3 separate regions of the Sus scrofa genome follow, and all the other regions are linked to region 1. Evidence: chromatin contacts called from public promoter capture Hi-C data. All regions are on one chromosome and are shown on one strand. Each heading gives the region's core, a stretch centred on a gene start, on an enhancer-like site or on the middle of the called end of the contact. The rest is flanking DNA. Distances are from core to core; before and after follow the strand shown.

What was found. Promoter capture Hi-C pulls out the DNA fragments that hold promoters and counts their contacts.
Region 2: a promoter capture Hi-C map of liver shows a contact between it and region 1, with 6 times the contacts expected there. The contact joins the promoter of CEP295 here to the promoter of CHORDC1 in region 1. A contact is called at or near these places in 1 of 5 promoter capture datasets (liver) and 1 of 47 Hi-C or Micro-C datasets (embryonic fibroblasts).
Region 3: a promoter capture Hi-C map of fetal skeletal muscle shows a contact between it and region 1, with 19 times the contacts expected there. The contact joins the promoter of DEUP1 here to the promoter of CHORDC1 in region 1. A contact is called at or near these places in 1 of 5 promoter capture datasets (fetal skeletal muscle) and 1 of 2 datasets of contacts at active chromatin or transcription factors (alveolar macrophages).

The regions. Positions count from the first base shown.
Region 1 is chr9:23,206,551-23,210,158 of Sscrofa11.1, reverse strand. CHORDC1 (cysteine and histidine-rich domain (CHORD) containing 1) reads left to right here and starts at 1,567. Exons shown (of 11, transcript NM_001113446.1): 1 at 1,567-1,630. The coding sequence starts at 1,567.
Region 2 is chr9:26,101,378-26,104,985 of Sscrofa11.1, reverse strand. It overlaps CEP295 (centrosomal protein of 295 kDa), which reads right to left and starts at 1,719. Exons shown (of 31, transcript XM_021062639.1): 1 at 1,579-1,719. The coding sequence starts at 1,714. LOC102157509 (a long non-coding RNA gene) reads left to right here and starts at 1,862. Exons shown (of 4, transcript XR_002335587.1): 1 at 1,862-2,205.
Region 3 is chr9:25,686,558-25,690,165 of Sscrofa11.1, reverse strand. It overlaps DEUP1 (deuterosome assembly protein 1), which reads right to left and starts at 1,772. Exons shown (of 16, transcript XM_021062630.1): 1 at 1,430-1,772; 2 at 435-533. It overlaps SLC36A4 (proton-coupled amino acid transporter 4), which reads left to right and starts at 989. Exons shown (of 11, transcript XM_005667225.3): 1 at 989-1,308. The coding sequence starts at 1,140.

The DNA of each region.
Region 1 (3,608 bases), core at 318-2,817:
ATCACTAAGTTCATTAACTGAGATACCGGTTCCTCCTGGCTAAGCAGTAGTCTTTTGCTGAACTGTGTGTTTGACTGTATGTATTCCCTGTACAAAAACACATGTATACTGGCTGCTCTCCCTACCTCCTCAGAGCTGAGAGGCAGTCCCCTGGACTCTATGGTCCTCTGTAAGACCCTGAATAAAACTCAACTCACAGCTCTTATGTTATTTTGTTTTCAGTCCATATATTTTACTGCCACTTCTCAAAAATCTAAAATAAGAAAAACAACAATTATTGTACTGCATTGTATAGATTATTGAAGTTTATGTATAATAACGGTGAGATGAAAGGAAGAATGGTTATAGTGCATTTATTCGTGACTATGAAACAAAACAAAAAATGGTCCTTTAAAATAAAGGCGAATACAACACTGTATATATCTACGTTGGGATTACTACGTAAAAATCTAATACTTCAAGTATGGAGCAACCGGATATGTAAAAGTCTTCTTTACTTGGGGGTGAGAGAACTCAGCTCATTGCTCAATAACAGACTTGGGATCCCTAGAAACATTGCATAGCTTTTTTCCCTTCCTAAGAAATACTGACAGTACTGATCGCTATAAGTGTTATCGGGAAGCATCCACTTTTATTTCAAATGCAGCAAGTTTGGTAAATATATACATTGAGGCGAGAGCTGTTTGCGAGTTCCGGTTAGTGTTATCACTATACTTTTTATGATGCAACTTGATACAAATCTTACTAGAGAGTCCAGGATTGGAGAATTAATCATTGAAAACTAATTAAACGGAAGCTAACATGAAAGAGTAACAATTATCCCGGCGTCTTAACGCAATAGTGATCATTTCCAGCATTATCTGATCAACACTTTATTTTCTGATTTTCAAGTGCTTTGTAATTTCAACGTGATTTCCTCTCAATTACTCCGTTATTAAAACTGCTCCCGATGCCTACATTTCTTCAATGCTTCTGGGATCCGGACACTGGAGACACAGGAGATGAGTCCACCATTTGTCTCATCATTTACTAAGCCATCACGTTCCAGGCAGAAGATCAGCAAATACTGCATGACTGCACACTTCTTTCTCAGGCAGCTAAGGAGCTATCGACCGTGCTTTGCTCGTAATTATAATCTGAAAGGTAAGAAGGATGCGCGAGGGGGCTGGGTAGACCCTCTGCAGCGCGAGATACCCTCGGCCAATCAGGAGTGAGGAGACGCGGGGAGAGCGCGTCAGTGCCTCCGATGCCTTCATCTCCATCCTTTAAGGTTTCTCTTCTGCAAACACCCGGGTGCGTCTCTGACTCCAGCAGCCACCCGCTGGAGTCCCACCTAGAGGAGCCCCGGCCTGCGCCCGGCCTGCCGCCGCTGCCGGCACCTCTTTCCATCGCCTCTGCGCCTGCGCGACCGGAAAATTCGCGAAGGTTCCTGAAACGGAACTGGCCGTTTCCGGAAGCCGGCAGCCGCCCCAGCCCGCAGACCGGTGTCTGAGATCGGGGAGTTGGAAAGGCAGCTTCTGGCGGTTCCCCGTGTTTGGGCCTGACCCGTAACGGTGGGAAGAGAAAATGGCCCTGCTGTGCTACAACCGGGGCTGCGGCCAGCGCTTCGACCCCGAGACGAATTCCGACGGTAAGAGAAGCGCGCTGCCGGCCCTCCCTTCCCTCCACCTCTTCCACGGGGACGCCCTTGGGCCCGAGGGCATCTCGGGTCTTCCCGCAAGCTGTGGCTGCGCTGCACCCCGCTCCGGGGCCCTCCCGGGCCGCCCAGCCCGCCTCCCCCCCCCCCCCGAGAGCCCCGGGCGGCTCGGCAGGCGCCCTGGCAGCGGCATCTGAATCCCTCTTTCTGGGGCCGCCGAGCCCACTGCCCCCCTGCCCCCCTCTGCCTCCCGTCCCCACCCCCCCAACCCGCGCACGTGTTTCCCAGAGTCGTCGGCTCGCTAATTCACCTGGCATTTGGAACAGCTTTATCCCTACCCCCCACCTGCGTCTCTTAGCGGAATCCGAGTTAACGAGATGCTACTGGGCTCACTTTGTAATTGAGTGGGTCGAAGGAAGAGGCAAAGAGGACAGAAGCGCGCGCGCGTGTGTGTGTGTGTCGCTGGCGCAGGAGGAGGACAAGAGGACAGAAGCAGGAGGGGGAGAATTGGGCAGCGGTCGGGTTATCCTAGCGTTTAAGTTCGGCCTCGTTATATTAATACAGAAGTTTATTTGTTCGAGATCCGCTGTTGGCACAGTTGACCCACTCGCTGTTTCAGTCTTTTTAAAAAGGTGTTCTTGATGAAGAAAATTATTCGGTATCTTTACGCTGTTAAGTTTTGGTACATCAGCCCAAGCATAGCATTCATCCTTTACTTGGTAGCGGTGTTGGGTATTTTTGCATTGGCCTTCGCATTTTAGTGTTCTGCGGTTTTTCAGGGTTAAGCGATTAAATGTCCTTTACAGGTTCTAGGTATAGAGTAAAGGATGTGAGGATGTAAAGAGAAAGTTAGTGATTCGACTAGATGACTAGAAACTGACCAATGGATTTGACTTTTTGGTGAGTAGGATAAAGAAGTGAGTTAATACCGTGAGTAATGTAGGCAGTGACGCCTTATCAAATTCGATTAGGATTTATTGTATGTCTTCGATATGCTAGACGGTGTTCCGACACTTACCTAGTTCGTTTGGTCTTCACAACAACCCTGTAGAGTGTGCATTGTACTCATTTAATAGAGAAGCATAGTTCAGCATCGGGGCAAATGGTTACTTGTTAGGTAGAAGAATAAAATTGATACTTGAAAAAAATCTTTTCTACCTTCGAAATGCCTGAAATGCTTAAAATGATAAGACCCTTGGCTGGATACATAGGGAAAGGTAGGTCACATTTTTGTGATATTAATACGGAGTTGTTTAGGGGGAAAATTATGAGACTTAACTGGATGAAGAAAAGCCCTTTGGTAGCCTGTGTAAAAAGTAAGTTGCCTTTAGTGTCTGTACATAGTTTGCTTTAATATTGAAAGGGCCGATTGCTACTTTGTTGAGTTGGACAATATGGTTATAGGGTGTTAGGTACCAGCCTAATTCTAAGGGCAGATATAGCCAATTTTTGGAGGTCAGCTCTGAGCATGTGAGATGGTACAGTGCCTAGGAAGGAGGTTAGAGATGGGGGGAGCAAAACTGACAAATATGATTTAGAGGGAAAAAAAAAAAAAGGCTAGAGAGGAAAATGTCCATCTGCTTGTTATTTACCAGTGATTTTCAAATTTGTTTGTATTAGCTGATTGGCCAGGATCTGACTCACTCTTGCTGCCCTTCTGCCAAAACTGTCCATTATGATTATGCTTCTTCCTGTGTCAGACATTTTGCGTTTTATGCCTGACTGTATGTAAATTAGATATTTGGAAATACTTTATCTGTTCCCTACTTTGATTCCCTTCTCAATTTCATATTCCTCTGCATAGCCATCTCTTCTTTGAACCTCTCTTTTCAGCCCTCAGTTCCCCTACTACACTTAATTAACTGTGTCTTTCTAAACTGCGGTTTACTTACTGTACCAAGAAAATACTTAGCAGTTTCTTACGTCACTAGCTAGTGTAGTATTAATGTAGTATCTGGTCCTGAGGGAACCA
Region 2 (3,608 bases), core at 470-2,969, 2.9 Mb before region 1:
TGGGTGGATGCCTTGTAAACTGCTTAGAAGCTTCAACAAGACTTCTGGGGAGTCCTTATGCCAAAATTCCTTGTGTCTCAAGGCAGGAACAAACCTACCTTACTGCTCATGTCGTGCTCAGTTATCAACTAGGAGTGCCCATGGAAAGCATCTATGCAAATGAATTTTAGAATACAGGGGCTGAGAGTCTGTGAATTACATCCTAAAGGCTGCTGAGGATGTTTTGTCTCCTTCGACAACTCTAATCTGAGACAGTTCCACAGTCCTTTTTTTTCCTCCCAAGGTCTTGACACTGTAAGAGCCTTTCAGCCAGTTATTTTGCAGAATGACCCTCAATTTGGATTTGTTTAATCATTTCTTGTGGTTAGAATGAGGTTATGCCTTTTTGGCAAGAACACCACACAAGTGATGAGACAACCCTTCTCAGTGCATGGCACAGATGCTAAATGATGTTAACATCATGTGAATTTTGGTCACTTGATTAAGGTGATATCTACCAGGTTTCTCCACTGTAAATACGACTTTTCCTTTCTGAGCGTCTAGTGAAGAGATAGCTGTGGCTATATAAATATCATGTTCCTCATCATACTTTAAGTTTAATGTCCTATGTCTGAAACAATTCCCGTGGCATTTGTCAAAAGGTATTTTCTAGGTCCATTGTTCCTTCTACACTTATCAATTGGAATCCTGCTGTAAGGAAGAGTTTCCCCCATTCCCTCACTTTGTTATATTTATTTATATCAATATGGATTTTCAAATTATATGTATTGTTACTGATCAATAATGGACGTGATAGTACTTATCTCGTAAGATTTTGTCCTAAGGATTAAATGGCAGCTGGCATTTCGTAGTCATAAATACGAAAATTGGAAGATTTGGGTTCAGGACTCAACACTACCGCTTACAGCAGGAAGACACCTAAGTCACTTTGGTCTTGTTTGTTTAAGCTATACGAGAATCATATCTTCTCCAACAGGTTGTTCTGATGGTTATGTGACCTAATAAACATAAACTGCCAAACACTTTCTAAATATTAAAGATCCGAGTATTCTCCGTTGTTTTAAAACCTCAAGTTTATGACAGGACTTCATATCTGAGAAATTAAGTGTGAGCGACACCGAGAAAGAGCATGCTCTCCGCACGAGGCGATTTGGGGCAGTGCTCTTGGACCGCTACCAGGATCGGGACCACGTCCGCGGGGTGACCTGGGGGCAGGTGAGCAGGACGCACCCAGAAGTATCTGCAGTAGCGATCGCGAAGGCCATCCAAGCCATCCCGACTTGGAAGCTCAGGGACCCCGAGAGACCCGACCCCGGGAGGACGCGCAAAAGGCCCCAGAGCGACCTCTCGTACGAAGCAGACGGGCCTGGGTAGGGACGCGCGTGCCACCTGACCTGGCGCTCCTCGCCGCCGCCTGACCGATCCCAACCCAGCGGCCCGCGGCCCGCCGAGGCCGGAGAGCCGCGGGCCGTGCTGCGTGCGCGGCACCCTCTTCCTCCAAAGCACACTCCCTGCTCCAGGGCCTTGGGGAGCCGTGCACGCCCGGAGCCGCAGGGAAACGGCGCGTCCGTCACTCACCTGGGAAACGCGAGCCGGGACGCTGGAACCGCGGCTCAGGCAGAGAAGGCCCCCGAGGCCAGCACACATCAGCCTCCCCACAGCCGTTTGTGCGCCTGCGGGGCTGCCATCGCCGAGCTTCCGTCACTTCCGTCATTCAAACCGCCCGCCAATGGCGCGGCCGAACGGCGGGAATCCTCCTGGTCCCGCCTCTCCCGGGGGCCGCCGGGACAGCCGCGCAGTAAAGCCTGCTCCCCGGCGCATGCGCACGCGCACTTGCCGTTCTGACGTAGGCCCCATTATTTCTCATACCGCGGCTCGGAAGGTTAGTTCACCTCTGTCTGCAGGCTCAGTTTTACAGGTAGCGAGACAGAGGTCCAGAAAGGGGAAGGTATTTCCCCAGAACCACGAGGGTGACTTTAGTTTTAAGCGCCAACCTGAAGATGCCTTTGAATATGCATCCTTTTGTATGTTACCTACACAGTTCGTGTGGTATTATTTTTCACGCTCCAGTTATTTTTGTGATAACTTTCAACTGGTACAAGTGAACTCTTTATCATGTTGCTTCTAGAGGTCCGACATACCTAGAACGTGTCAAGGATTTATCTGCTGTAAATAACCTCTTAATCAGAAAGGGGAAGAGCGCAGGTTCGTATTGAGCACCTATCATGTTGTGCCAGATACAGTGTGCTTGGTGCAGGGGAGACAAGGGTAAATGGATTATGGCACCTATCCCAGATTTTATTGTCCAGGGTGGTGAAACATATCAGGAATCAAAGGATTAGAAAATGGAGAGAGAGGCAGAGGAAGTCGCTGGTATGAGCTGATACAGCTTCATGTGGAGAAGAGGGCAGAGAAAGTTAAGACTGAAATTGAAGGTAGAGAAGCCAATTAGGATACTCCTACAGAACGTGAAAGATGATCACAATAAAAATAGAGAGATATGGGTCCGTTTAAGAGGCAGGGAGTTCCCGTCATGGCTCAGTGGAAACGAATCTGATTAGTATCCCAAGTTCCATCCCTGGTCTTGCTCAGTGGGTTAAGAATCCCGCATTGCCATAAGCTGTGGAGGTCGCAGATACGGCTCAGATCTGGCATGGCTGTGGTGTCGGCCCGTGGCTACCGCTCTTGATTGGAGCCCTAGCCTGGGAACCTCCATGGGCTGTGGGTGTGGTCCTTAAAAAAAAGAAAAAAAAAAAAAAAAAAAGGGCAAACAGGAGGCCAAGCATCAAGAGTTAGTGGTTACCTGGTTGTGGAAGGCGGAAAAGAGGGAGAAATGAATGGTGATTCCTGAGTTCCTTATTTGGCAACTGAATGGATGAGCATAACATTCTCCTAGAACACACAGAAAGGATCAGGTTAGGGTGGGGAAAATAGTGAGTTAAACTTTGAATGTTTGTAATTTGAGCTATTTCTGGGATACCTTGGCCAAGGGATGAATTTCAGAAATATTTAGAAGGCAGAATTAGAAGTAGTTGACAAAACAATTGCATTTGAGGTTGAAGGAAAAGGGAGAATACAGTTAACCTCACAGCCACTGGCTTGAGGAGCACCGTTAATGGGAGAAATCACCAAGGGAGAAATCAGAAATGGGAGTCTGTTTAGTGGGCAAGGCGATGAGCTCACCTCTGGAAATGTTCGGCTTCATGTGCCTGTGAAACATCCATTGAGGTGAGAGAAGCAGAGGAATACAGAGGTAGACAGCCCACAAACTGGGCTAGCAGATAGACTTGGGTTTCATTTCTGTATTATGTAATAAGCAAAGCTGTAGAAGTGGGTGAGATCACTTAGGGAGAATTTGCAGAGTGGGAAGGGTGATAAGGACTAAACTGAGGAACACCAAAACTTAAAGGAATTGAGAAGAGGAAACACAGAAGAAACAGTTTGACCCACCTTAGTTTTATAGACAAGGAAGCTGAGTTACAGTAACTGGACCAAGAGCACATCTAAGGGAAGGGTGGAACCATGACTAGAATTCATGTATTTTTCAAAAATCCTGGGGTTCTTCCTCCTTGCTTCCTTCCCTGTTTCCTGTCACATTTATCTTAATG
Region 3 (3,608 bases), core at 523-3,022, 2.5 Mb before region 1:
CCCTACATCTTTGTTATGCCTAGGAACCTTTTACATAAAACCTTTGCATGTGTATATGTGTGTAGGTGACTGGCGCTAATCTAAAGAAAAACAAAGGATTTTGGCAAATCACTATTAAATCTACAAAGGATGCAACAGGAGGAAAGATATAGTTCTTATGTAACTGTGTACTTTTAAAATCTCAGTATTTTAAATATTTATCATCGCCATGTAGTTACACCAGTGACCCTAGAATTAGACACCCCCTCCAAAAAAATTATTTTCCTTAGAAGACCCAATGAAATAGAACAGACAAAAAGAAAAAGTCTTGTTTTGTGTTCTGACTTGAAAGAACTATGAGATGGGAAAAAAAAAGAGAAATTGCTAAATTAAAACTTCTCCATTTCTATCCAAAAGCCTGCTTCATCCACTGATGAGTATTAATTGGTACCCACCTGAGGGGCCAGCTTTGCATTGAGAACCCCAACTCTAGTTGCGGATGGAATTCCATCTCTGTCATTTATTACTTAACTCTGTGTGCGTAGCTCCCGCATCTGTAAAATGGACACATACATTAGGATTATCTCACGGGTTTGTCAACTGAATAAAAAGTCAATGCATGTATCGTGCTTAAGAATATCTGATGGAGAATATTTAATCTTAACTTCAATTTCCTTTCAGCACTGCGGTTAACGCCAAGTGTCTTTGAAGGGCACTGAAAAATTCCTAAAGTGAAACTATTTGACTAAATTAAATGCTACTTGAGGTCACCCTATATCTCTAAATAGAGGCACAAAGGGATAACCAAGGAGTAGCCGGAACTCCAACACAGCCTTCTCGGTGCCTTAGAGAATGTTAAAGCCTTACAAATAGATGGGTTCCTCAAAATTAAGTTCGCAGTCATCTGCAAAGCTGTCTCCCCGCCTCCGCCCCCACCGGAGAGCTATAGGCCCGGGTCTCTGTCAGCTCTAAGCGCCCAACCCCAGTTATCTCCAAAACGCCCCTCGTCTCTGGTCACCCTGCCATTCTCCAGACCCGCCTCCGCCCACTCAGGTCTTCCACTCCGAGCTCGGCTCACTGGCAGCGCCCCAGAGCCCAAGGCGGGCCCCGCGCTGGGGCGCCTCCGCCGGGCCGGGCCGGGCCGGGCTGCCCCACTGCGCATGCTCCCCGCCGCGCGGGTGGGGTGCGCGGGGCCGGGGAGGTCTCGGCCTGACGCCGGCCACGCAGCAGCGGGAGCGCGCGCCTCGGGGCGGCGGCGTCCTGGAGACCCCCGAGAGATGGAAGCGGCGGCGCCGGCGGCGGCCGAGGCGGCTGGGCGCGAGGAGCTCGGTGAGTGCTGCGCGCGGGCCGACGTGGCGCGGGGATGCGCGTCCGCGGGATGCACCGAGGCCCTGGGTCCGCGCCCGGCCTGGGCGGGGGAGGCGGGGCGGGCACCCTGGCAGCCGCAGACCTTGCCCCGGGCGTCGGGGATCGCGTTGCTTGTCTCTGGTCGGGGAGGCGCGCACGGTGGTTTGCCTGTTGTTATTGGAGTGGGTCGTGGCTCTTGGGAATGCGGATCTGGCACGGGTTTGAATGTAAAAGTGGCCGGGCAGACGTCCTCGGGACATGTGGGATGAGCTCAGGCGTGGTTGGTGAATGACCTCGGGATCAGCACCTGCATAGGAACCGGTTGTCGGACCAGCAAGCTGGGTCAGGCGGAAAGCCAGGCCCTCCAGAGGGCATCAGAATGAGAAAGAGGGAGAGAGGGAGAGTGAGAAAGAGAGAGGGAGAGAGGGAGAGTGAGAAAGAGAGAGAGAGAGAGACAGAGAGAGAGAGAGAGAGAGAGAGAGAGAGAGAGAGAGAGAGAGAGAGAGAGAGAGTGTGTGTGTGTGTGTGTGTATGTGTGTGTATGTGTGTTGACGGGTGGCGCCGTGCACTGGTGTGTGCGTCAAAGGCAAGCCAGAGCCTGCGCTGTGGCTGCTCGCACTGTGTGGGTTTTTTGTTTGTTTGTTCCCCCCCGCCCCCCTCCCCAGCGATGCTTTAAGGAAGTTGTCGTAGTTTGGATTTTCAACGCGGCAACCCCAGTCCGAGTCCATGGTGAATCCTAAGTTCACCCACTGCCACCCCAGGAGTGGCCAGCGGGACGTGCTGACCAGACTGAGATATGTGTAGCTGACTCACTTGGCAAAGTTTGTTTTCCTGCTTTCCTGTGGCCTCTTGGCGACAGGAAATTTACAAAACCTTGTTGATGGTTTCCCCCTGTCAAAAGGAAAACAGAACTGGGGATGGGGTAATAATAATATTGTTGTTCCCAGTAATATGTGTTGTATTTAGGAATATTTGAATTCTATGCTGAATGATTAACTGATTAAAAGAGGAGTTGAGCTTTAAAAAAATATTATAGTATTTATATAGTATAATATAGTATATATAGTATAGTAGAGAACATAAGTTGACATTCCTGTAATAATGTGCAGGGTACTTGGCAGTTGATTTCTTTCAAGTCACAGTAATGGTAGAAGTGAATAGTAACGTTTTACTGAATGTTTACTGCGTGTTAGGAAGTGTAAGTGCTTTATATATGTTCTGTCTCTTAATCCTCACGACAGTGGGTGAGGTAGGTGGAATTATGATCCCTTTTTTATAGATACAGTAATTTTAAGCTCATTAATGGCCATACTCAGCTATGGACTCAGGTTCATCTGTTTTAAGTTCATTAATAACCCATTTTAGTGAGGATGTGGGGAAATGTGCATTCTCATGAATTGCTGGTAAGAGCAGTATATTATGTTTATCCTTGAAAATGCACATAATCCCTTGGTCCAGCATTTCTATTTTATTTATTTATTTATTTATTTTTATTGTGCAGCTGATTTTTTTTGAAATTGTTATAGTTGATTTACAATGTTCTGCCAATTTCTGCTGTAGAGCAAAGTGACCTAGCCATACATTTATATATACACTCTTTTTTTCATATTATCTTCCATCATGTTCTGTCACAAGTGATTGGATATAGTTCCCTGTGCCATACAGCAGGACCTCATTGCTTATCCATTTTAAAGGTAATAGTTTGCATCTACTAACCCCAAGCTCCCAGTCCATCCTTCTATCTCCTGCTCCCCCTTGACAACCACAAGTCTGTTCTCCATGTCTGTGAGTCTGTTTCTGTTCTATAAATAGGTTCATCTGTGCCATATTTTAGATTCCACATATAAGTGATATCCTATGGTATTTGTCTTTCCCTTTCTGACTTACTTCACTTAGTCTTAGAATCTCCAGTTCCATCCATGTTGCTGCAGACAGCATTATTTTGTTCTTTTTTATGGCTGAGTAGTATTCCATTGTGTATATATACCACATCTTCTTAATCCATTCATCTGCCAATGGACAGTTAGGTTGTTTCCCAGGTCTTGCTTATTGTGACTAGTGCTATTTATAGAACTATTTCCCAAGAAAATGTCACCTAACATACTTATATCAACTTATGTTCATTATGCTATTTACAAAAGAGAAAAGCTGGTGACTATCTAAATGTCCAATTAAAGAAAAAGCATTTAGGTAAATTGTGATATAGCCATATAGTTATATATACTGAAAAGTCATTTAAACTCACATGGGAAGATGTTCAACATATGCATTTTTACTAACTG